2 separate regions of the Arachis hypogaea genome follow, and region 2 is linked to region 1. A link is a contact called in public Hi-C data. All regions are on one chromosome and are shown on one strand. Each heading gives the region's core, a stretch centred on a gene start, on an enhancer-like site or on the middle of the called end of the contact. The rest is flanking DNA. Distances are from core to core; before and after follow the strand shown. Region 1 holds the start of LOC112790306 (zinc finger protein BRUTUS). Region 2 overlaps LOC112790307 (AP-3 complex subunit delta).

Region 1 (6,119 bases), core at 2,517-5,016:
GCTATAAAACTTAATTTTCTACACCATTTCTATCTGCAAGGGGAATTCAAAGACACAGTCCAAAAACGAAAAAACTCCGAAAAAAAACAAACCGAAGGCAAGATTTGCACCTCGTCTTCGGCATTGGAGTGGTGCCTGTACATGGAGCTGAGGAAATGGTAGCGCTGGGAGATAGGCTGGATATCGGAGGAGTTGCCGGTGGCGAATGCCATGGCGAGACGGTGCAGCGCGTCTAGCTCGTTCCGAATCGCCTTGTGGAAGAACAAGAAAATCAAAATGGGCGAGTCTACCAGCTTAGAGCACTTGACGCTGCCACTGAGCGCCGTCGAGGAGGAAGTGGAGGACGAATCAACCTTGTCGATGGAATTGGAGAGCACCGCCAGTCCTCCGCCTCCATCCAAGTGCTTCAGCCCCGCCGAAAACGGCGTCGTCATGTGTTATTTTCCCTTTCGTTATTCCTTTGAGAATTCTGTTCTGTTGGAGCTTATTTATTTTGCGGGGAAGATTGGCGTGCAGTGTGTGTGACACATGAAAGGGAAGGGAGCGCGAGAGAGAAAGAGGGTGTTTATGGAGGGAGAGGTTGTTAGTTTGTTGTGTTTGTGTGTGAAACTAAAAATGTAAATGATGGTGGGAGCGACCAGGAGAAGGCGGGGTTCATGCCGATAAGGGGAGGAGTGTCTGCGATATACCACTGCCACTGCGACCGAGGGGCCAACCCAATGCTTGTGGGCCCCATGCCACGTCACATCCATTTCCCACGCTGGACATTTCACCACCTTCCTCGTATTTTATATTTATTATTAATTAACAAATTCTCAATTAATTCCTACTTTCATCTGTGCACTTAAGAATAAGAAATTAATTTACGCCGTGATATTAATATGCTAACAAGAAATGTGAGAGAATTAGTCGTTATTTAAAAATGTGATTTAAAAATACATTAATAAATTATTAAATTAAAAAATTAAATTAATAATTAAAAATAATAAATTATATTAGTTCTTGAAATTTTTTTATTTATATTAAAATTTATATGATAATTGTTTATTGATTTAAAAGTTAAAACTCAAACTTATAAAATTTTTTGAATAATATTTATAATAAAATTAGGCACCCAAGTGCCTATAAAGTTTTCGATTAAGTTATTGCTTGTTTTTTCTTTTTCGTATTTATGTAGACAACTCTTTTTTTGTTGTAATTTTTTTATTTCTTCATTCTTCGATATTATTATCGTTATCGTCTTTAACTTTTTTTATAAATATTTAAAAAATTAGAGTATAAAATTGTATAAAGGGAGTGTTGAGCGGCTAAAGGGAGCACGAACATAAGCTGAGTGTGGCAGAGATGAAGATGTTGAGATGGATGAGTGGTCATACGCGATTGGATAAAATAAAGAATGAAGATATAAGGGAGAGAGTTGCAGTAGCACCCATTGTGAAAAATATGGTTGAATCGCGTCCCAGGTGATTTGGACATGTGAGAAAAAGACCGATAGAACATCCAGTCAGGAGGGTGGATGAGATGGAAGATGGACAAATGGCGAAAAGGCAGAGGAAGACCTAAGAAGACCATCCATGAGGTGGTCAAACGAGATCTACATGTAAACGATCTCTCTGTAGACATGATACATGACAGAGCACAATGTCATCGTTTGATTCATGTAGCCGACCCCACTTAGTGGGACAAGACTTTGTTGTTGTTGTTGTTTGTATAAAAATTGTATGCACATCACATAAATTTTAGTGCACAATATAAAAATTTTAGTATACAACATAATTTTTTAAAAGATTACATACTTAAAATATTTACACTCAACTAACAAAATACACACATCACATAAATTTTGGTATATAATACAAAAATTTTGGTGCATAGCATAAAAATTTTAATGTGTAGTATAAAATAGTTTAAAAGACTACATAATTAAAATATTGATTCACTCAACTAACAAAATATATTTACAATAAAAATTTAATTATGTATTATGTATAAAAATTTTGATATTATATACAAATATTTATGTGTTATATATAAAAAAAATTTATACTATATACAAAATTTTGTGTTATATTAATAAATTTTTATTCTTTCTAACAAAAAAGTTTATGATACAGAAAAAATAAAAAAAATAATAATATATGTGCACAATTTTTTTTAGATTTATTATATCAATTTAATTAGATTTAATTATAAAAATACTTATAAATATAATACCACATTAATATTTACGGCAGCGAGAATGGTGACCATACACACGTGCTAGTGGCGAAGTCTATAACGAAACGCAACCTTACAAGAAGAGAAATATAAAAGGCTAGGGTTTGAAAGGTTCTTTGAAGAGCTGAATGATGATAGACTTTAGGAATGTTTCTTTCATGGTCAAAAACATGAGGTTTGAAATGATGATAAATGCTAGAAGACAAACGAAAATGTATGAAATAAAGTAAAGTACATTTCAATAAAAATGAAATATCACTTGCAAATTATATTCGATTAAGGAAATGGATATATCGAAAATCTCATAAGTTCGGTTTCTTACGTTATATTTTAAAAAAAAAACTATTTATAAGAGAATAAAAATAATTTAAATTAATTTAAAATAATTTAATTGTGTATTTATTTATTATTGTTAAAATAGATATATAATATTAAATATAATAAATAAATATGTAATTATAAATAGTATATATATAAAATTATAAATATTAAATTAAATAAAATAATTTTAAATTATTATTTTCCTAACCTTCCTGTATTTTTAAGCAAATTGAGGTGTAACCTAAGTATATAATTGTGTAAGCTAAGCTTTTAGAATATTACACGACTTCCAGCAGAAAACAAGATCATCATATTCCTGGGTGTGTGTATATATATATTCTGAAATGTATCATATATTGTTGGCTTGACATTCTTAGTATCTGAATCGTTTCAATCTTGGTGGGATCTTGCATTCATGGTGTGGACTGTGGAAAACACATTTGTTAGGCTTTAGAATCCACCGGAAAGGGAAAAAAAACTTTTGTTTTTTTTAAAAAAATATTACATAGTTATCATAATTTATTATTTTTTATTATCAGTTAATTATTAATATTTAAAAATATAAAATAAAATATATTATTGAATTATTATTTTACAAAACTAAGGGTTAGTTTAGATTGGCTTTTAAAAAAATATACTTATTTTTTTATCTTTTAATTTTTTTTAATCGATAAAAATTATTTTACATTTGAATAAATTTTAAAAATTTTTTTTAAGTATTAAAAATGTCTTTTGTTTTTATTTTTTTAAATAAAATATTGCTAACTTTTAAAAAAAGTAAATAATTGTTTTTTTAATAAAAGTATTTTTTTAAAAGATGTATTTAAATAGATTTTAAATTGAATAAAAATATTTTATTACAAAAACTTTTTAACTAAAAAAACTAATTCAAATTAATACTAAAAAATTAAATTAATAATTAATTAATAGACAAAAATAATAAATTCTAAATTCCTTAACATTTTTCTTTTTAGGGTTTAGTTTAATATAATAGCACATAACTTAAAATAGCTCTATAAAGAATATTACTTTTGGATACAATTCATCAAGAAATGATCCCACGAAGACATGGTTAATAATTAACCTATGTGTTTGTTGGTGGGAAGTCAAGATCAGGTTGTTAGTTTTAGGGGAAAACAGCAGCATAAATACAAAGAAGTAAAGGGCACAAGGAGACACGAGAAAAAAGTGTGGCTTATATAGGTTGGCATTTGAAAGAGGCATGTCAACCCTCTCTTCCCTTTGGATAACACATGCCTCCTTAAATAACTCCTTTATTAATTTCTACCTTCATAACTGCCACATGTTACAAAAAGAATTAGAGAAAAGTAGTACTTTGTTTACAAAATAGAGACGAAAAAAAAAAGAAGAGAAATTCCTTGGTGTTTTGTAGAGCAAAATTAGTAATTTGTTCTATTCTTTTCTATATTTGTCATAGTATAATAAGTTTTTATACTATTTTAAATAAAGAAATTTTTTAAAATTTAAAAAGTAAGTAACTATAGTAAATAATATAAAGACAAATTATTATTCTTAAGTGTAATCAATGCAAACAGAACAAATAATTGATTTTGCTCTCAAAATATCCTATGAATTTTCGAAAAACAAAGTTATTTCTTTCTACTTTTATTCTATCAACAAATTTATCTGAAATTTGTATATATCTTTTTTAAATAAAATTAACCAGTATTTTTTTAGAAATAAAAAATGATATGTAATTTAATATCATAGTTAATTGGTGTAATTTTTTTATATGAATTAAAATTTTTAATTTTATTTTAAATAACAAATCGAACCCTTAGATTTTCATAGTGCATAAATTGGAGAATCCGATTTGTGTTTGAAATAATTTTTTTTTCGCTTTCAAATAAAACGAAGAGTCCGATTTATATGTTTAACATTTTTTCAACACTAATATACAAATTTGACTCTCAGATTTATATTTTTTTTAAAAAAAGATTGCATCATGTTAGAATATAATTAGCATCAATTAGGATCAATTAGTACTATTTAGTATATCTGAATATTTATTATAGGAGATTACGTCTTTATTATTACGATTCTCTTAGTACCTATAAATACCCTTTATATTGTATCATTCTGAGACAACTTGAATACACTCAATAATACATAAATTCTTGCGGTGAAATCACCGTAGTTTTTGCATTTTTTTATGCCATTCTTCTTTCCCTTTTGTCATTCCTTTGATATTTTTTCACTTCATCACTAACTAGCCTATTTTTTCCTGTCTTGTATTTTTTTCGAGTCGTATGATCAAACACCATCGTCATCGCTGTTTACCTATTCTCATGAAGAAATCATATAGTTTTCGCTCTCCTTCGGTAGTTTCGCTGCGTTCTCTCCTGTCAGTTCTATCTGCGTTCTCTCATGGCAGTTTCGTTTGTGTTCTCTTGTGGCAGTTCCCTCTGCGTTTTCTCGTGGCAGTTCCATTTGCATTTCGTTTCCTTGTTGCAGCTCCATCTGCGTTTCTTTCAAGCAATTTCATCTGCACTTCCTCCAGACAAGCGGCAGTTCCGTCTGCGCTTCCTCCAGACAAGCGGCAGTTCCGTCTGCGCTTCCTCCAGACAAGCGGCAGTTCCGTCTGCGCTTCTTTCAAACAAGCAGCAGTTCCATCTGCACTTCCTTCTGGCAGTCTGTCTGCACCCGTTTTATCAGTTTATGCAGTTTTTTCCTCTTTATTTCGTTATTTTAAATAAGTTTCAAACTCAAGTTGTCACTTGAGTTTGAGAAGAGATGTTAGAATATAATTAGGATCAATTAGAATCAATTAGTATATATGAATATTTATTATAGGAGATTATGTCTTTATTATTACGATTCTCTTATTATCTATAAATATCCTTTATATTGTATCATTTCGAGACAACTTGAATAGACAACTTGAATACACTCAATAATACACAAATCCTTTCTCCAATTTAGTTTCTTATTTCTAACACATCAAAAAAATAAAAATAAAAAATTACAAATCTAACTTTTAAATTTATGATATCTAAAAAAAATACACTAACTTTTCACATTATTTAAAAACACTACTAAAATTTCAATAATAAAAATAAAAGCGCCTTTAGGAGGGTAACATGATTTATATTTCAGCGGTAGTAAGATCTCACTGCTGCGAATATTTCCTCTTTTTTCAAGAAAAAAAATTAACGATCAAATAAAAAAAGTAGAATATTATCAATTTTAGTTTGTTATAAACATCAAATAAAAAGAATCAAATCCTATTCCATTCATTCCGCTTTCTATTTCCTTTTTCATTTTTTATTTTATATATTTTTTTAAGATAAAATTCATTTCATTGAATGAAAATGGGTGATCCAAAAATGGATAGTATAACAAGAGTAAAATTGGAACGATTCAATTTAAGTCATATACATAATTCAATAGAAAAAAGAAAACCAAAAGGTAAAGTAAACCCAAGGTTCAGAAAATTGGACCAGTCATCAAACTGCTTTAATTACTGGTTTACTGGTTTATTAGTCTAATCGGTTCAACCGATGGTTCAACCGAAAAAATCGTTTTAAAATACAATAATAAATAAATTATAAACACACATC
Region 2 (6,119 bases), core at 1,138-3,637, 89 kb after region 1:
TTCACGGTATTCTCTAACTCGGCAGGTCAAGGACTAATCCGTCGTAGTACTGAATTCCATTTAAGAGTTTGCCGCTGACCAATGGGTTGTTGCATGTACAAGACGGAATTCAAATTCTCGACACTTGCTTAAGCTCTTTCATGAAATTTTTAAAAATACACAAAAAAAAACAAAGAAGATATATAAGAATAAGAAAAAAATTGAGAAAAAAAGAAAAAAAATGATGATGGATGGAAAAAAAAGAAGAAATCAGAAAAAAAAATAAGAAGAAGAGAGGAAAAAAGAAAAAAAAGAGAAAAAAAATGAAAAAAAAAAGACACATACATAGACATGATTTGGGTGAATTTGATTTAGCAAAATGTTTACCTACCCTAACATTTCCGTATATGTATATATGAAACGGTAATATGTAATGAGCAGCAAATTTAGTCCACAATTATGATCCGAAGAATGAGAACGAAGAAGCATTCTTAATGATAGATTAAGAAGGAAAGTAATAGCTAATATATGGATATCTTGAAGGAAAGTCACACTTCGTGTTTTGTTTGGAGATTATATATACAATGCTCCGAATATCCAAACTGAGGTGGGAACTTCGTTGTTTACAAGTGGAATGGTAATGATTGTGTCATTGTGATTTGTGAAGATTTAGAGAAATTCGTAGTTGTTCACGTTAGGAATAACAATGGACAACATTGGGCGGGTATTTCAATGTTCGTATTCACTCCAAACATTAACTACTTGTTCTATTCACAACTACGGGAACAATATAGATTCGTATACGTTTCACTTTATCCGCACGTAGCACTGAAAGTGAACTGAGTTAAGTTGAGTTAAATTAAGTTAAATTTAAATTTGGCTAATAAAAATTAAGCTTGATTCACGACTCGATTCATTAACAGTTAAATTTATTTCGTAAGTTTAAGTTTAGTTCAACGAAAATTCACAAACTGACTCAAATAATAGAAACATAATCTATAATTTTATATTAATAAATTATAACTTATAACTTATATATATTAAAAATATTAAAAATATAAATTTAATATATTGTCTATCTATCAATTATAAATTTTTTATCTATGTCGTAAATCAAAATTATATATAAAAAATATTATAAAATTTTAAACAATTAAAAACATTAATATATATGTAAAATTATATATATATATATATATATATATATATTAAATTATTAATACGTATATCCTATATGCATTTAATTTATATTTTTAATATTATATATATAATCCAGCCAGTTCACAAGTTAATGAGCTGAATTTATCCAAACTCAAACTCAAACTCAACTCATTTAATTTATGAGCTCAAATCTAAGCTCAAACTCGGCTCACTAGTTCACGAGTTCAGTTTATCGAATTATTAATGAATCGAGCTTGAGCTAGCTTATGAACTGATTTGACTCATTTCCAATTCTATCCACACCCCAAATGTGATATTTTTTGTGTGTATTTTTTTTAATAGCATCTCTTTTGTATGAATATAATTTATGATCTATAAAAATAAAATATAAAATACACAAAAGTTATGTAAGTTTTAAATATAACTAAAATTATCACATTATAAATTATAAACAATCTTAAAGAAATTTATATTCATCAAATTAAACTCGTCAAATACAATAATCTAGCTTAAGCATTTATTTGTGTAAGTATGGAATAGGTATGGATAAATATACAGTCGGATGACCACTACTTATTCCTGCCTCATATCCAAACAATTTTCATCAGATATTACTCATATTTACCCAAAACTTAGTCAACCGTTGAAAAATCAACTTCATTCAGAAAGAGAGAGGATGAGTCAGGTCAGGTTAAATTGTCATGGCTATATTATTGATTCTTGAAGTTGCTAATGCCTCAGTCTCACACTACTTCACTCTTGTGGTCAACAAAATCTAAGATTGATATGATGAAACTAGCTTGTAAGAAGTTTGCTGATGGTCCACGGTAGGCATGTCACAATTGATATCCTCCTTTATACTAATAATACACTTATATTTTTATAGGTAAAGTTGTCTATTAATGAGTGAAGGAAGATAAATATACAATCTCAACGAGGGGTTCAATTATTTTAATTTTTAATGGACCTCTATTTCACTGTTTTGTTTTGTTTTGTTGAATAGTGTATTGCCAATAATGCGATTAAGGGTGCATTTTTTTTATTCTTAAAAAGTGATTTTATCTTTATATAATTGAAAAAAGGGTTGAAAACTGATTTTAATAACAAAAATATTTCAAAACCGCTTTCTTTTTCCACCCAGAAAAGCTAAATTTTTTTTATTAAAAAACAAATAAAACAAACGCACCCATAGCCTCCCTGTGTGATAAGTGAGGCCTTATGTGCACCCTTTTGCTTTATCGTGTAATCGTGAATGTCCTATCAACTTGGATACGATTGTACCATGACCTGACTTTGGTGCTTTAATGGGCAAATACATATTTCCCATTAATCTTTAATCACGTACAAGCCTAAAGGTTAGAAAGTGAGAAACATGCAAGCGTAAGTGCTCACCCATCACATCTACCAGCTTAATGGCAGTCAAACCACTGTTAACTAACCAATTTCACTGATTGATTTAACATAACTATAGTGTCGCATGTGATATGTTATGAGTGATTTATAAGATACGAGTATACTTTAATAGTATGGGCATTCCTTACCTCTAGTGTGACTGTCTTTCAGAGTATACCTTATTATAATGAATTTTACCTTATGGGCATTCCTAAAATATCCTTCAATGAATTTTACATTTGATAAATAATTTAGCATCAAAACAGAATCAAACTTAGTATAATTTCCAGTTTGCTCATTCATCCCTGAGTTTCCCTTCCACTAATCTCAGTGTAGTGTCCAACATCAGCAACCAAACGTTTTTCTAGAAGGTAAGGGAACAAATAATACAAACACCATTGCATCCTATCATAATTCCATAGACAGAACAAGGAAAAGAAAATAGTATAAAGGAATCGTAAGCAATTAACAATAGAATAAATGAAGGATGAAAACACCACCATTGCATCTTATAGTTATAATAATTTCAGTGTAATAATACAAACCTCCCATGATTTCTCTAACCTGCGACTATAACAAAATTCTAGGCTCGAGATGCAAAATGGCCAAAAAACCAACTTCACAGAAGGACTAAATTGAAGACTAAGGTCAGATTAGTTTCCTAGAAAATGATACCATGCACGTTCTTTACAAATTACAAGAAAAACAAAGATAATTCCCTCGTAGCCTTATGTATCAAGAGAAACAGAAGAGCCCAAACAACATCAAACTTGAGAACTACTTGTTAATAGGCTCATTCTGTGACATGTTGGTAGAACCAAAAAGAAAAGGAAAGAAAAGCAAAATAGTATAAAGGAATCATGTGCAATGACAAAAGGATAAAATTTAAAGAGGAATCTATCTACAGAACTAACCTAAGGGCTCAGCACAAATAATACAGTAAATAGCCTCAATCAATAAAACCAGCGGATAATAAATCAAAATCAAAATCAAAATCCTTAAATGTTACAAAAGAAAGTCTGGAATTTCGGGTGTTTGTGAGACCACGTTTAATGGTGAATTGGCTTTTTGACGAGTTTTATGCTTACCATGGCGGTGACTACTCTTTTTCTTCCTTGCCTTCTGATCATGCCCTTCCCCTTCAACAATCTTCTCTTTACCTCTTTCTCTTCTTTCTTTAACATAATCATGATCCTTGCTACTGGATCCCGGATTCTCAAGGCCAGGACCTTCTGCATCACCCAGATTTTCCTTTATTTGAGATGGAATATCTGCTGCAACTTGCTTCTTTTTCTCTTTGCGCTTGCTTGATGACTTATCCGAAGGATTACTCTGAGATGAACTTGGCTTGGTTGTACTTCCTAGCAGAATATCTTTTATAGCACCAGAAAGTGAATCATCCCTTGGCTCAGGTCTCTTGTTTGAGATTGGCAATGGCACCACATCTCCATCATCCAATTTAACCACCACAGGTCTGGGCTTAGTTTGGTTCGGTTTTTTCTTCAAAACAAGTGATTGCTCTGTCAGCTTGGCCAGCTCTGCAGCTTCATCACTATTACTGTTTGACCTTGGATCATTTGCAGGAGGATAATCATACTGAGAAATCTCATTCTTCTCTGAAGGCAGGTAATACAGTCCATGTCGCTTCCGGTGTTCAAGCAAAGATGTAGACTCATTTACTAGCCCTGATTCTTCATTCTTTAGAAGACCAGTTGAAGTTGCGTCAGAAGAAGTGCCGAACTGAGGACCTCCTATGCCAAATGAACTTGATGAAGGCAGTTCTATATCACCACATAGTGCTGATAAGTCGTCAAGGTTCTCTTTAAGATCCAAGCCATCTGGTACCGCAACTCTTCCCTGCGCACTTACCGAGACTGGACCAAGGTCTGTAACAAATGCATCACGCATCAATGTGATGATAGCTGAAACTTGAGTATCTTTCTTGTCCGCTGTGTTCGCCTTCTGGCTTGCATTATCAATTAGTTCTGCTTTAACCAACCGAACAAATGCAAGTATGTTAGACGCTCTGTCCAGTACTTCAACATCCTGATTTGCTGTTAGGGGGGCCAAGACTAATTCAATTCGATCCAATAGGCCAAGCATATATTCGTGTGTAATTGCAGGACCCTGCGTAACAGCTGTATCAGCATTATTCTCAAAAACTGAAAGATCTTCAGGAGACTCGGTTGTGTTCCTTGGGTCAAAAGTCAAATCATCATGCTGTTCAAGATTCGAGCTTTGACATGTTGCTGATTCAGGAGCCACACTGCATCTTTTTCCAATAAACGGATCAGACTGTCCCACAACCAAATTACCATCTTCATTCTGCATAAGGTAACAATCCAGGCAAAATACCAAAACTTTAAGAGCAGAGTGGATATAAACTGCTCTTATTGATGGTGGCAATAGATTGGTTCGAGGTTGCAGAAGTGCATCGATGATCTCAAACAGATTGCCGGCGAAGTCAATATACTCCCCAGCAACCCAGGCAGCAGCGCATAATATCCTATGCAAGCACGCATTACCCAGCAATGCAGGGTCAATCAACAGATCACGAGCAACACGGACAAGCTGCAGCCTAGCATCCTTAACTCTCATACCAATATCAATAAGCTGTCGCTCTATTTCCTCACTCTCTTGGCAATTGGGAATCCTTGCCATTTCTCCAAGAAGAGACACATACCAATCGAAGTCAACAACAATCTCATACACATTCCGAGAACAAGTCGTCAAAACAGAACCCAATATCTCATTACAGAATTCCGGGTCAGATTTCAGAGCATAATTGACCAAGACCCCGGAGATCTCAGTCACATTGCTCTCAGAGACCATGGCCATCACAAGGCGCAAAGACTCGACCCTAATATTGGAATCCTCATCACTCAAGGACTTGATCACAGATTCCTTATTCTCCAAGACAGCCCACAAGTGCTTCTCGGATGCAACAGAAAGTGCCTGGAGCCCAAGATACCTAAGATTGGGATCCTCATCAACCAGCAACTCCTTGACCTTGGAAACAGCCAGCTTAATTCCAGAATCATGGTCACCCAAGCTAGTGAGCACGGTCCTAACACACTCAAACATCACCGATTTTGCCCCAGTCGCCCTCATAATCTCGCAAATCGGCTCAACAATCCTCTTGGCCAACCTTGGTTCCAGAGGAGCCAACTTCGCGAAAATCTTAAGCACCTTGATCAAAACCCAATTGTTCTTACAATCAACCAAAACCCTGTAAAACTCGGGCGCCAATGGAAGATACGACCGCGGATCCCTGGAAGCGAGCTCGCAGAAAACCCCAACAACCGCACTCACAATCTGAGGATCAGAACTCTCGAGATTCTCAACTAAACGCTTGAAGCAAACCCTAACAGCGTCAGGATACTTATCGAAAACCCTCAAAACGACGGCAATCGCCTTCTTCCTAACGAAAACCCTACCGGAGGAGAGAAGGGAGAATACCTCAGGGGTCAAATCCCTAGCGAGATCGACGGTGGCGATGCGAGAGAGGGTTTGAAGGGCGAGAGAAGCCTCGAAGGGGTTGGGGGAAGAGAGGTCCTTGCGGAGCTGGTTGGTGGTGAGGAGGAGGA

What was found. A called contact is a pair of places that touch in the nucleus more often than the background predicts.
Region 2: a Hi-C map of leaf shows a contact between it and region 1, with 4 times the contacts expected there. The contact joins two enhancer-like sites. A contact is called at or near these places in 3 of 8 Hi-C or Micro-C datasets (all in leaf).

The regions. Positions count from the first base shown.
Region 1 is chr3:37,775,580-37,781,698 of arahy.Tifrunner.gnm2.J5K5, forward strand. It overlaps LOC112790306 (zinc finger protein BRUTUS), which reads right to left and starts at 658. Exons shown (of 14, transcript XM_025832636.3): 1 at 111-658. The coding sequence starts at 434. Within about 2 kb of position 3,767, at least 1 of the 3 cell types and tissues checked has open chromatin away from gene starts, as enhancers often do.
Region 2 is chr3:37,865,729-37,871,847 of arahy.Tifrunner.gnm2.J5K5, forward strand. It overlaps LOC112790307 (AP-3 complex subunit delta), which reads right to left. Exons shown (of 1, transcript XM_025832638.3): 1 at 3,014-6,119. The coding sequence ends at 3,538. Among protein-coding and RNA genes, the nearest start is that of LOC112790307, 3.7 kb to the right of the region's middle. Within about 2 kb of position 2,388, at least 1 of the 3 cell types and tissues checked has open chromatin away from gene starts, as enhancers often do.